Linked DNA regions of Danio rerio: region 1 is linked to region 2. The links are chromatin contacts, called in public Hi-C maps. All regions are on one chromosome and are shown on one strand. The core of a region is the stretch at or near the end of the contact, and the rest is flanking DNA. Distances in the headings are between cores, read along the strand shown.

Evidence for each region. A called contact is a pair of places that touch in the nucleus more often than the background predicts.
Region 1: a Hi-C map of hematopoietic stem cells shows a contact between it and region 2, with 2.2 times the contacts expected there. The contact joins the promoter of ipo13b here to the promoter of efhc1 in region 2. A contact is called at or near these places in 3 of 18 Hi-C or Micro-C datasets (caudal fin, hematopoietic stem cells and an unstated tissue) and 2 of 4 datasets of contacts at active chromatin or transcription factors (caudal fin and embryo).

Annotation. Positions count from the first base shown.
Region 1 is chr20:51,594,876-51,600,796 of GRCz12tu, reverse strand. It overlaps ipo13b (importin 13b), which reads left to right and starts at 3,344. Exons shown (of 21, transcript XM_002665780.8): 1 at 3,344-3,726. The coding sequence starts at 3,679.
Region 2 is chr20:51,343,294-51,349,456 of GRCz12tu, reverse strand. efhc1 (EF-hand domain (C-terminal) containing 1) reads left to right here and starts at 1,765. Exons shown (of 10, transcript NM_200967.1): 1 at 1,765-1,905; 2 at 3,404-3,625; 3 at 4,499-4,786; 4 at 5,265-5,417. The coding sequence starts at 1,843.

The sequences.
Region 1 (5,921 bases), core at 2,095-4,594, 250 kb before region 2:
TAATGCAGCTGTTCAGTATGGAGTCAGATAAGACTCTAAAGTAATTCACGCAAAAGACACGATGTACACAAGCGTAGCCAAATTCACGTGCGTAAAATATTTATTTATATTCGGAAAAAATTTCACATGCACAAAATTAAAATACATTTTCATAAAGTACTTTTCACAAATGCAAAACACCATTTGCAAATGTATAAGAGTGTACAAAAAGTTTTGAATGTTTAAAACTTGCGAGATTTTATCCTAAATGAGAATGTGCAAATTCTCTTTCACGTACGACTCCCCCTGCATACGTGTGTTACGATTACCAGCAATCGTCTTTCATAAGATAGCTGGATTTCACTCTCAATAACCATGGACTACAACTCCGCCATTTCTGGACTACATTTTCATACATGCACTCCGGTCACAGACACACATGCTTCCTCATCTAAACTGATTACATTCACACCACCTGAGGATTGTCAGAGACTGACTGCACATACTATTTAAGCCACACACTCTCCCATTCAGTTTGCCGAGTCTTGTTTATCTGTTGATGACATTACAACGCGTTCTCCCTGTCTAGTTTTCCTGTGTTTCGACCTAACCTTGTATTCTTGTTCTTCCTGCCTGCCGCCTGCCTTTTGACCTCTTGCCTGTTACTGATTATGATTCTGGATTGCCTACATATACCCGTTTGCACCTGTATTGACCATTGCTTGCCTGATGGCGAATAAACCTGCAAGTGGATCCAAACTTCTGCTGTTTGTGTCACTTCCCCGCGTTACAACGTGTGTGTTTATTTTTAAGACTGTTCTGGCAGAAGCACTCGTACCTCTCAGCCAATCAGATGAGAGCTGTAGTCGATGTCAACCACTCTGCGCTCCTTCAGCGCAGTCTGTTCCTCTCCAGCATGGCGAATGGAGAAAGAGATGCGCAGGCTTCAAGCAAGAACTATTAAATTCCCTGACTTTCACTGACTTAAAAACCTAATTTACATTATATCTAATGAACGTAAACAGGCTGCTGTTGTGCTTTATTAATATGTAGAATATAAATATAACATTAATAGTTTTTGGGATATTTTTCAACACAAATCGAGCATCTTAGATCATTTCAAACATGTTTAATGCCATTCATGATTTTAGGGTGCTTTCACACCTGTGAATCGATTCAGTTGTTCCGAAACAGATTTTACAATTGTTACATTGTTGCTCTTTGCTCTTGGAGCGGTTTGCTTTCACACTGCAAAGTTTCTAATCGGACCAAAAGAGCTAAAACAAGTCATGTGCGAGTAAACTCTCCTTACATTGGTCAGAGTGTCAGGGTTTATTTTGCAGTGTCCCGCTCAGCTGTCAGGAGAGGTGGTGGATTGGTGGTGATTGACAGGGTGTGCGCACGATGTGTCTGAGGAGAGATGCGGTGGGGAGGGGTGAGAAGGGTGCGCGACGATGCCTATTTGAGGACCGGGAGGGAGACGCAAGATTACCGGGAGATCATCCCTCGTTTGCGGGCATCCGGAGACTCGCGAAACTTCCCGCCATACTCACAATTCTCTCTTCATATAGCCGTATGCCTATAACATACAGTATCCATAAAACACTGTGATATAACCGCGCTCGGATCGGATCGCTTTCTCACTGCAATCAATCCGCTCCAGGGTTCGTTTCAATCGTGCCGAGACCACCTCATTCAAGCGATCTCGGAGCGATTACTTTGGCGCGGAACAGAGCGCGATTGCCCTGTTCACATATGCCAAACAAACCGCGCTAACTGGGCAAACGAGATACGTTCCGAAACAAAAGTGTAGGTGTGAAAGCACCCTTAATCTGCCCTCTACGCATATGTACATCTTGTTTTTTGCGTGAATTACTTTAGAGTCTTATCTGACTCCATAGTTCTGTGTCAGTTAAATCAGTTGACTATTGAAATTCAAAATTTTAACCCAACTGGTTGAGTTATTAAATAAATACCAAAATAAATGTTAAAAATAACCTAACAAAGCACCAAATATTTATCTCAGCTGGTTGAGTTATTACTGAAGATTAAAAAATAACCCAACAAAGCACCAAATATTTTAAACTCAACCAGTGGGTGAAATAAATAACTCAACGTCTTTAAGAGTGCAGTAAATTCTAGTGTTTCTAAATTTTTGGACATTGACATGTACTTTCTGCAAACAAGCAGAGGAGACATGTGTTTTGATATTGTCCAATTTCCAATCAATTTTGGTCACTACTAAGTTCTCAAATATTTGATTCTGCAAGTACTCTGAATTGCTTTTGTCTAAAAAACATAATTTTTTTTATTATAATAACCCAAAAGATAAACCCCTGAGGTGACGCAGTGGAACAGTAGGTAGTGCTGTCGCCTCACAACAAGAAGGTTGCTGGTTCAAGCCTCGGCTGGGTCAATTGGCGTTTCTGTGTGGAGTTAGCATGTTCTCCTTGCATTCGCATGGGTTTCCTCCGGGTGCTCCCAGGGGTTCTGGATGCATACCTGGTGCATCCAATGCTTTTCAGTGGGCTCACCTAGCCCCACCCCTAACCCTACCCGTCAGAGTGACGTCACTCACTCTATTGCGTTCATTGAGTCTGACATTGCATCGCTGAGTGAAAAGCCTGATGCAAAAGGGCTAATGAATAAAAGGACTTAGCCGAAGTAAAATTAATGAATTAATGAAATAGGCAAACTTAATGAATGAATAAATGACTTTGGACACAGGTGAGACATTTGATTACTTTTTTCTTAGCAATTCCGTGAATTGTCTCAAAATACAAAGTAAAATACATTTCAATAGCAACCCAAACATTTTACACACGTATTGTTTAGGCTTAATAAATGGACTCTAAATGTATAATAACTGTAAGAGAACTCCATCTATTGCACACTCTCAGAAACCGAAATCCTTGCAAAACGTCCAAAGTACCACAAAGAGTCGCTGTGACATCGCAAATGAACGTTAGTGCTTAAAAACTACATTTCCCATAATGCAAAGCTAAGGACCATTTAGGATCACAAGGATGTAGCCTGATTATAAAGAACTTGCTAAAGTGCTACGAGATGCATTTTACATGAAATCAGCACACTTCTGAAGGTTTAAAACGTAAAGTAACAATCGGAAATCAAATCTGAGGCTCTTCAAAGGGACAACCAATCAATTAGATTAAACCACCATGCATAAATACAGTCAACAACACATTTATGATTAAAGTAATCACGTTTTTAACATTCACACACATAAATAGGCCTACATTTTAATTTAAAAATATGTACATTTTTTTAAAAATGTATGAATACTGTTATTTAATCTCTCTCCTTTTTAATGCAGGCAGATATGTGGGCAGCGTTTATTCGGTTCAGTCATACCGAAAAGAAGGGTAGAGGGAGGACGCGCGCACACCGGATCACCGGGAGCGGACCGGACAGAAACGTGCGGACACAGTTTTGTGACATATGATCATTTTCATCGGTCATCTGAGATATGAAGGGTTATTTTTTAAATCATGAGTGAAATATGAGAATGAGAGACATGAGATCGCGCGCACCGGCCTGATCGCGCGCGCCCGGCCGAATCAGATTCACCTCAGTGATATCATTCAGCGTTATCATCATATTTATATAATTCTAGAGGATTTCTACAAGACATTGTGTTCAAGAGAGCGAAAGGAGGTGTGTGTTATAAAAAACACGGAGATGGATTCGGACACAGCCGCAGACTTCACCGTGGAAAACGTGGAGAAGGTAAAACATGTGTTTATTATCTTTCATTTCAGTGTTGTGCTAAGGCTAATCACATCCAAAATAAAAGTTTGATTGGACATAACGTTAATGTATATGTGCGTGTATTGTATTTATTTATTATGTATATGATACACACACAAACATAGAAACAAAACCATCCCAAACATCTTTGTCACATGTATATTTGTACATGTATATATAATTTGTATCACACATATTAACTTTCTATGTAAATATAAACATTTGATATATAAATTTAAACATTGTTTTGTGTATTTATATATCCATAATAAATATGCACAGTACACACAGTAAATAAATTGTCAAAACAAACGTTTAGTTTGGATGCGATTAACCGCGATATGTAATACCTTTGTAACGTTACTCTTAGAAAAAATATCAAGTAGTGTTGACTTGAGTTGAATCTAAATTCATTAAAGTTTGCAAAATATGAAGTATCTATCAACCTATTTAGCTATCTATCAAATACTACACTACCATGAAGTTACAACTACAATGTGTTCAATCCCTAAGCTAGGATGGCATGCATGATTTATAGTTATATATGTTTATGTCTTTTATTGTTTGTAATCTAGAAAGTATTCATAGTGTTTAAATTTTTCCACATTTTTTTTGTCACAGTTTTTTTCCAAAATAGATTAAATTCATTTATTTCCTCAAACATCTGCACACAATACCCCATAATGACAATGTGAAAAAAGAGTTTTTGAAATTGTTGCAAATTTATAAATAATAAAGAAGCTGAAAAATCAGATGTACATCAGTATTCACAGCCTTTGCCATGAAGCTCTAAATTGAGCTCAGGTACATTCTGTTTCCACTGATCATTCTTGAGATGTTTTAGCAGCTGAATTGGAGTTTACCTGTGGTCAATTCAGTTGATTGGACATGATTTGAAAAGGCATACACCTGTCTATATAAGGTCCCAGGGTTGGCAGTGCATATCAAAGCACAAACCAAGCACGAAGACAAAGGAATTGTCTGTAGACCTCTGAGGCAGGATTGTCTCAAGGCACAAGGCTGGGGAAGGATACAGAAACATTTCTGCTGCTCTGAAAGTTCCAATGAGCACAGTAGCCTCCATCATGCGTAAGTGGAAGATATTTAACCACCAGGACTCTTCCTAGAGCTGGCCGGTCACCTAAGCTAAGTGATCAAAGGAGAAGGGCCTTAGTTAGGGAGGTGATCAATAACCCATTGCCTGGAATTTGCCAAAAGGCATCTGAAGGACTCTCAGACCATAAGAAACTAAATTCTCTCTTTGGAGTGAATGCCAGGCGTTACGTTGGGAGAAAACCAGGCACCGCTCATCAGCAGGCTAATAGCATCCCTACAGTGAAGCATTGTGGTGGCAGCATCATGCTGTGGGGATGTTTTTCAGCAGCAGGAACTGGAAGACTAGTCAGGATAGAGGGAAAGATGAATGCAGCAATGTACAGAGACATCCTGAAGGAAAACCTGCTTCAGAGTGCTCTTGACCTCAGACTGGGGCGACGGTTCATCTTCCAGCAGGACAATGACCCAAAGCACAAAGCCAGAATATCAATGGAGTGGCTTCACAACAACTTGGTGAATGTACTTGAGTGGCCCAGCCAGAGCCCAGACTAAATCTTATTGAACATCTCTGGAGAGAACTGTACACCGTCGCTTCCCATCCAACCTGATAGAGCTTGAGAGGTGCTGCAAAGAGGAATGGGCAAAAAATTCCAAAGACAGGTGTGCCAAGCTTGTGGCATCATATTCAATAAGACTTGCTGTAATTGCTGCCAAAAAGTGCATCAACAAAGTATTGAGCAAAGGCTGTGAATACTGATGCACATGTGAATTTTCAGTTTTTTTTTTGTTTTTTTTTTTAAGAATTTTGCAACAAATTCAAAAACTCTCTTTTTCTTTTTTTATCATTTATCATATATATATTCATATATATATATATATATATATATATATATATATATATATATATATATATATATATATATGAATATATATATGAATATATATATTAATGTGCTTATATGTAAAAATGCGTCCAAATCATGAGTATTAATTATGCTAAAAAGAAGAAGAAAATGTTTAACCAGTGCATCATTTATCATTCATTAATTCAGATTTTTGCAGTATAAATAATATGCCATTATTCTTTTCTATTATCAATAATAACTAGATTTAAAAAA
Region 2 (6,163 bases), core at 516-3,015:
ATCTAATGTTGGTGGAAAGCGGATGTGAAACATTCAGATGTTCCTGCATAGATGCAACTTTAACCTCAAAGAGGGTCTTATAGGAACGTGATGGACAGAACAGTGCCTTAAACACAACACACGTCAACACAAATGTCCTTTCTGTTTGTTACAGCTGTGATTTATGTGTTTCTGTTACAGCATAGGAGAGCTCAGATTTCATGCAGAGGATGATAAACCTTAAATAACTTACTTTACATTCTTCAAAATAAAGTTTTTTAAAGGTGCTTGTGTTCAGATATGTGTTTATTGGTAAATAATGATTTAACTTTAATTATTATCATTAATATGAATATTATTAATAATAAAAAATTCATAAATAAATAAATAGATTATGTTAGATGTATGATACATTTATAAAATGTAAATAAATACAATGGATAAATAAGGTCAAGAAATTAGCAGTTGGCAAAAGTTTTCAAAAATATATAATACAACATATAATGTTTTTTTTATTTAAATATAGTGGTCTATATTAAGAAAAATGGATGATATTGTGGTCAGAAATAGTAGATAGTAGTTTTATTATTATTAAATGACCCATGAAATAAAATAACAAACATTGTAGCCAGCAAATGAAAAAAAAAAAATATAATAATTTGGGCAGTAAAAATAAATGTATAACTTTAAATAAATAAATAATGATGTCTTTTCCCCAATATTTGATATTGTTAAATATATTTTAAATAAATCAATGTAAATAAATATAATTAATACATAAAGAAAAAGTTTAAAAATATATAATACAATGTTAAAGTTTATTTAAACATATATAGTGCGCCATGTAAATTAATTAAAAATATTGTGGTCAGACATGTAGCAGAAGTAGAGGATTGCTAAACAATATTTGTTGCAACATTTAATCTTTTTTATTATTAATAAATGGGTCATAACATAAAATTAAAAGATGCTTGTAAAAATGTAAAAAATAAATAAATAAAATAAATAAGTAAAATTTGGTCAGTTTAAATAAATCTATAAATAAATAAATTATGTTTATAAGGTCAAAAATTAGCAGTTGGCAAAAGTTTTTTTTTAAAAATATAAAAATATATAGTGGTCATTGTAAATGATTTAATAATTTTATCAAAATAGGGTCAGAAATGTAGCAGAAGTAGATGTTCGCTTAACAATATTTAATGCAACATTTAATCTTTTATTATTATTATTATTATTTTTATTATTATAAAAATGGCCCATAACATAAAATAAATGCTTTCATACATTGTAGCCAGCAAATTTTGATTAAAAAATTATTTTGGGCAGGAAAAATAGATGTATAACTAAATAAATGTGGTCATGAAACTAGCAGTTTGCAAAATAAAATAAAAATGTCCAACTGCATTTTTTTACCACATTATTTATTTATTTACATTTATTTATACATGTATTTAGTGTAATTAAAAAAAAATAATAATAAAGTGGCACATGAGCAGTAAGTTTTATTTACTTATTTTTGCGCCTGTAGTAGGACAGATGTAGTAAATCTATATACGTTTAAAGTATATATACGTTAGCTTATTGTACACACGTGGGTTGTTTACTCGCACCTAAAGCAGGATCACCGCTCATGTACAGGCGGAAGAGGGTTTGTTTTCATAGTAAATGAAAGATTTAGCGCCACCTGCTGGTGAATACGTTGTGGGTGAGGGACTTGTTTACATTATCACCACAACCGCAAGTGTTTGTGATCTCCATGGAGACCTTTGTAAATAACCCTCCTCAGGGAAGCACTGCAGTCCCGTGAGAGAAAAGCATATTCACTTTATTTTAATAAACATTTATAGAGAGAAATTAGTCATAATGTCTATTAATACAGGACACGGACTTCCTTTCCTGCCAGGAAACACATTTCGCGATTTAACGGTAAGAGTTTTAAACCGTGTAAGCCCGTATTATCTGCTAACTAGGCCCAATTATTTATTCTGTAGAATTATATTTTTATAGGCGTTCTTAGGTTAGCCAAAATGAAAATTACTCTTACTCGAGTGGTTGCAAACCTTTAATGTATGTTTCTTTCTTCTCTTCTTAAACAGTAAAGAAGATATTTTGAAGCATGCTGAAAACCTGTAACGGTTGACTTTCATAGTAGGACAAACAAACCCTGCTGAAAAATTCAGCTTTAACCAGCCTAGGCTGGTTGGCTGGTTTTAGCTGGTCGACCAGCCTGGTTTTAGAGGGGTTTTGGCCATTTCCAGGCTGGTTTCCAGCCATTTCCAGCCTGGTCTTAGCTGTTCAGGCTGGGAGATGACCAGCTGAAACCAGCTTGACCAGCCTAGCCAAGCTGGGGGTCCAGCCAAAACCAGCTATGTCCAGCTTAAACCAGGCTGGTCAAGCTGGTTTAGCTGGATTTAGCTGGTCATTTTCCAGCCTGACCAGCTAAGACCAGGCTGGAAATGGCTAGAAACCAGCCTAGAAATGGCCACAACCCCTCTAAAACCAGGCTGGTCAACCAGCTAAAATCAGCCAACCAGCTTAGGCTGGTTTAAGCCGGATATTTCAGCAGGGAATACTGTGGAAGTCAAGGCATTAGCTTTAAAATGAATAATAATAATAATAATAATAATTTTTATTTATATAGCGCCTTTCCAGAGCTCAAGGACACTTTACAAGGAATGCAACAAAAAGATAAACAAACATACATGAGGTCAAATATAACAAACTTGAATAACACAAACAAGACCTAAGAGACATATGAGCATAGTAGTGGTGGATCAGATGCGAAGCATTCAGAAAATAAGTGAGTCTTAAGTAAGGATTTGAATTCAGAGATATTATTAGCAGAGCAGACTGAGTGTGGTAGAGTTCCAGAGTTTGGGTGCAATAACACTAAATAATCTGCCCCCCATTGAAGAGAGGCGGTATCGAGGGACAGCAAGAAGCCCAGAGTCAGCAGACTGTAAAGAGCGAGTTGGGGTGTAGGGGACAAGCATTTTATGGCTTTTTACAAAAGTGAACCTGACCATGCAGCCGTTTTGTTTCTGCATTATTGTATCTTCATAAACGTTCTTAAAGGGATAGTACACCCAAAATAACATTTACTCGCACTCAAAGGGTTCCAAACTTTTAACGTATGTTTATTTCTTCTGTTTAACACTAAAGAAGATATTTTAAAGCATGTTAAAAACCTGTAACCATTGACTTTCATAGTAGGAAAAACAGATATTATAGAAATCAATGGTTACTGCTTTTTAGCTTTCTACAACATTAATTTTCTGTTCAAGAGAAGAAAGAAACTCATACAGATTTGAATTGAATATAAAGGGTGAGTAAATGATGACAGAGTTTTCAGTTTTGGGTGAAGTGTCTCTTCATATCCCTATGATGTGCATAAATCATGTTGTTCCATTCTTCTGTCCTCCAGAAATCTGCTTTCCACCGAGCTCAGACTCTTGATTTTAAGAACGGGTACGCTCAGCCCCGGCGGCCCGTGGTGGGTATCGGTCAAGACCCGCTGCTGTCGGTGAACATCAGTCACAGCGAGAGGAACCAGCTGATCACCGACATCCCTAACCTGACCTACGGTACCGATAGATCACACCTGCCACTAGAGTTCATACCGGCACACGCTGCTTATGACAAGAAGGTGAAGATCTATCTATCTATCTATCTATCTATCTATCTATCTATCTATCTATCTATCTATCTATCTATCTATCTATCTATCTATCTATCTATCTATCTATCTATCTATCTATCTATCTATCTATCTATCTATCTATCTATCTATCTATAGTTCTTTCTGCAGTTTTCTCTATCCATCCATCCATCCATCCATCCATCCATCCATCCATCCATCCATCCATCCATCCATCTATCTATCTATCTATCTATCTATCTATCTATCTATCTATCTATCTATCTATCTATCTATCTATCTATCTATCTATCTATCTATCTATCTATCTATCTATCTATCTATCTATTGTTCTATCTATCGTTCTATCTATCGTTCTATCTATCGTTCTTTCTGTAGTTTTCTCCATCCATCCATCCATCCATCCATCCATCCATCCATCCATCCATCCATCCATCCATCCATCCATCCATCCATCCATCCATCCATCCATCCATCTATCTATCTATCTATCTATCTATCTATCTATCTATCTATCTATCTATCTATCTATCTATCTATCGATCTATCGTTCTTTCTGCAGTTTTCTCTATCCATCCATCCATCCATCCATCCATCCATCCATCCATCCATCCATCCATCCATCCATCCATCCATCCATCCATCCATCCATCCATCCATCCATCCATCCATCCATCCATCCATCCATCCATCCATCTATCTATCTATCTATCTATCTATCTATCTATCTATCTATCTATCGATCGTTCTTTCTGTAGTTTTCTCCATCCATCCATCTATTGTTTTATCTAGTCTTGTCTATACTTCTGTCTGTCCGTCTGTCCATCTCTCCATCTCACCTTTCCCCTCTGACCTCTGCAGGTGTTGCGTTTCTATGGTTATTTCCGTCAGGAAGTGCTTCACTCTTGGGATGAGCACTTCCGCATTCGTCCAGTGGTGTTTTACTATCACCTGGAGGATGACAGCATCTGTGTGACCGAGCCGCCGGTGGAAAACTCTGGAATCCCTCAGGGAAAACTGATCAAGCGGCAGAGACTGAGCAAAAACCCACGTGGAGATCTGTACCACTGGAAGGACCTGAACGTGGGGATGGACATCAACTTGTTTGGAGAGGTTTACAGGATCACACACTGCGACCCCTTCACACAGGTACAAAGACAACGAGTCTGCTGGTGTGATATGTCTGATGAGTTTGGTCTGAATAAATATGTGTGTGTGTGTGTGTGTGTGTGTGTGTGTGTGTGTGTGTGTGTGTGTGTGTGTGTGTGTGTGTGTGTGTGTGTGTGTCTACCTTGTGTTTCTCATGTTGTGGGGAGCAAATACCAGTCAATTTTGTTTGGTCCCCATGACAAAAAAAGCTCATAAATTAGACAGAATTAAGTATTTTTAAAATGTAAAAATGCAGATTGTTTCCTGTAATGGTCGGGTTTGGGGGTAGGATTGGGGTAAAGGAATCAAATATACAGTACAGTCTTTATAGTATAAACATCATTATGTCTATGGGAAGTCCCCATAAAGATAGCTGTACAAGATTGTGTGTATACATTTTGTACAGTATAAATACAATGGAAACCAATACAATATCTCCACAATTCACAAAAACAAATATGTATGTTTGTGTGTGTAGGACTTCATGGAGAGTCAGGGAATTGTACTGAATGAATTTGAGTCCATTCCCAGTGACCCGTACACTGCCCGCCGTGCTCACAACCAACAAACCCACATCACACCCTATGACCACAACCATCAGCTGGAGCGATTCCTTGCTCTGGATCGACAGGTAAACGCTTAAAAAAACTGGTTTGTAAAGTATATTTGTATATTTGCTGTTGTTTTTATTGGTTTATTTCTCATGCTTTCAGCTCAATTTTATGTTTTATAATTTCCTCCTGTTAGTAGACTAACTGCAACACATTTTATTGACAAGACTTAATATTTACTAATAAATAAAAACAAAAGCTTTTTTTAATGCTCAGAAGTGTTATATTATATTATTTGATATTATATTATTTTAAATTATATTATATTATTTATTTCATAGTCATTCAGTGGTTCATTCATTTTCTTTTCGGCTTAGTCCCTTTATTGATCTGGAGTCGCCACAGCGGAATGAACCACCAACTTATTCAGCATGTTTTTCCGCAGCGGACGCCCTTCCAGCCACAACCTATCTTTGTGAAACATCCACACACACTCATTCAATTTAGCTTACCCAATTAGCCTGTACCGCATGTGTTTGGACTGTGGGGGAAACCGGAGCACCCGGAGGAAACCCACGCGACCACAGGAAGAACATGCAAACTCCACACAGAGACGCCAACTGACCCAGCCGGGGCTCGAACCAGTGACCTTCTTGCTGTGAGGTGATTGTTCTGGGTGCTCCGGTTTCCCCCACAAGTCCAAAAACGTGTTATAGGTGAATTGGGTAACTTAAGTTGTTGGTAGTGTATGTGTGTGTGAATGAGTGTGTGTGGATGTTTCCCAGTGATGTGTTGCGGCTGAAAGGGCATCCGCTGTGTAAATATA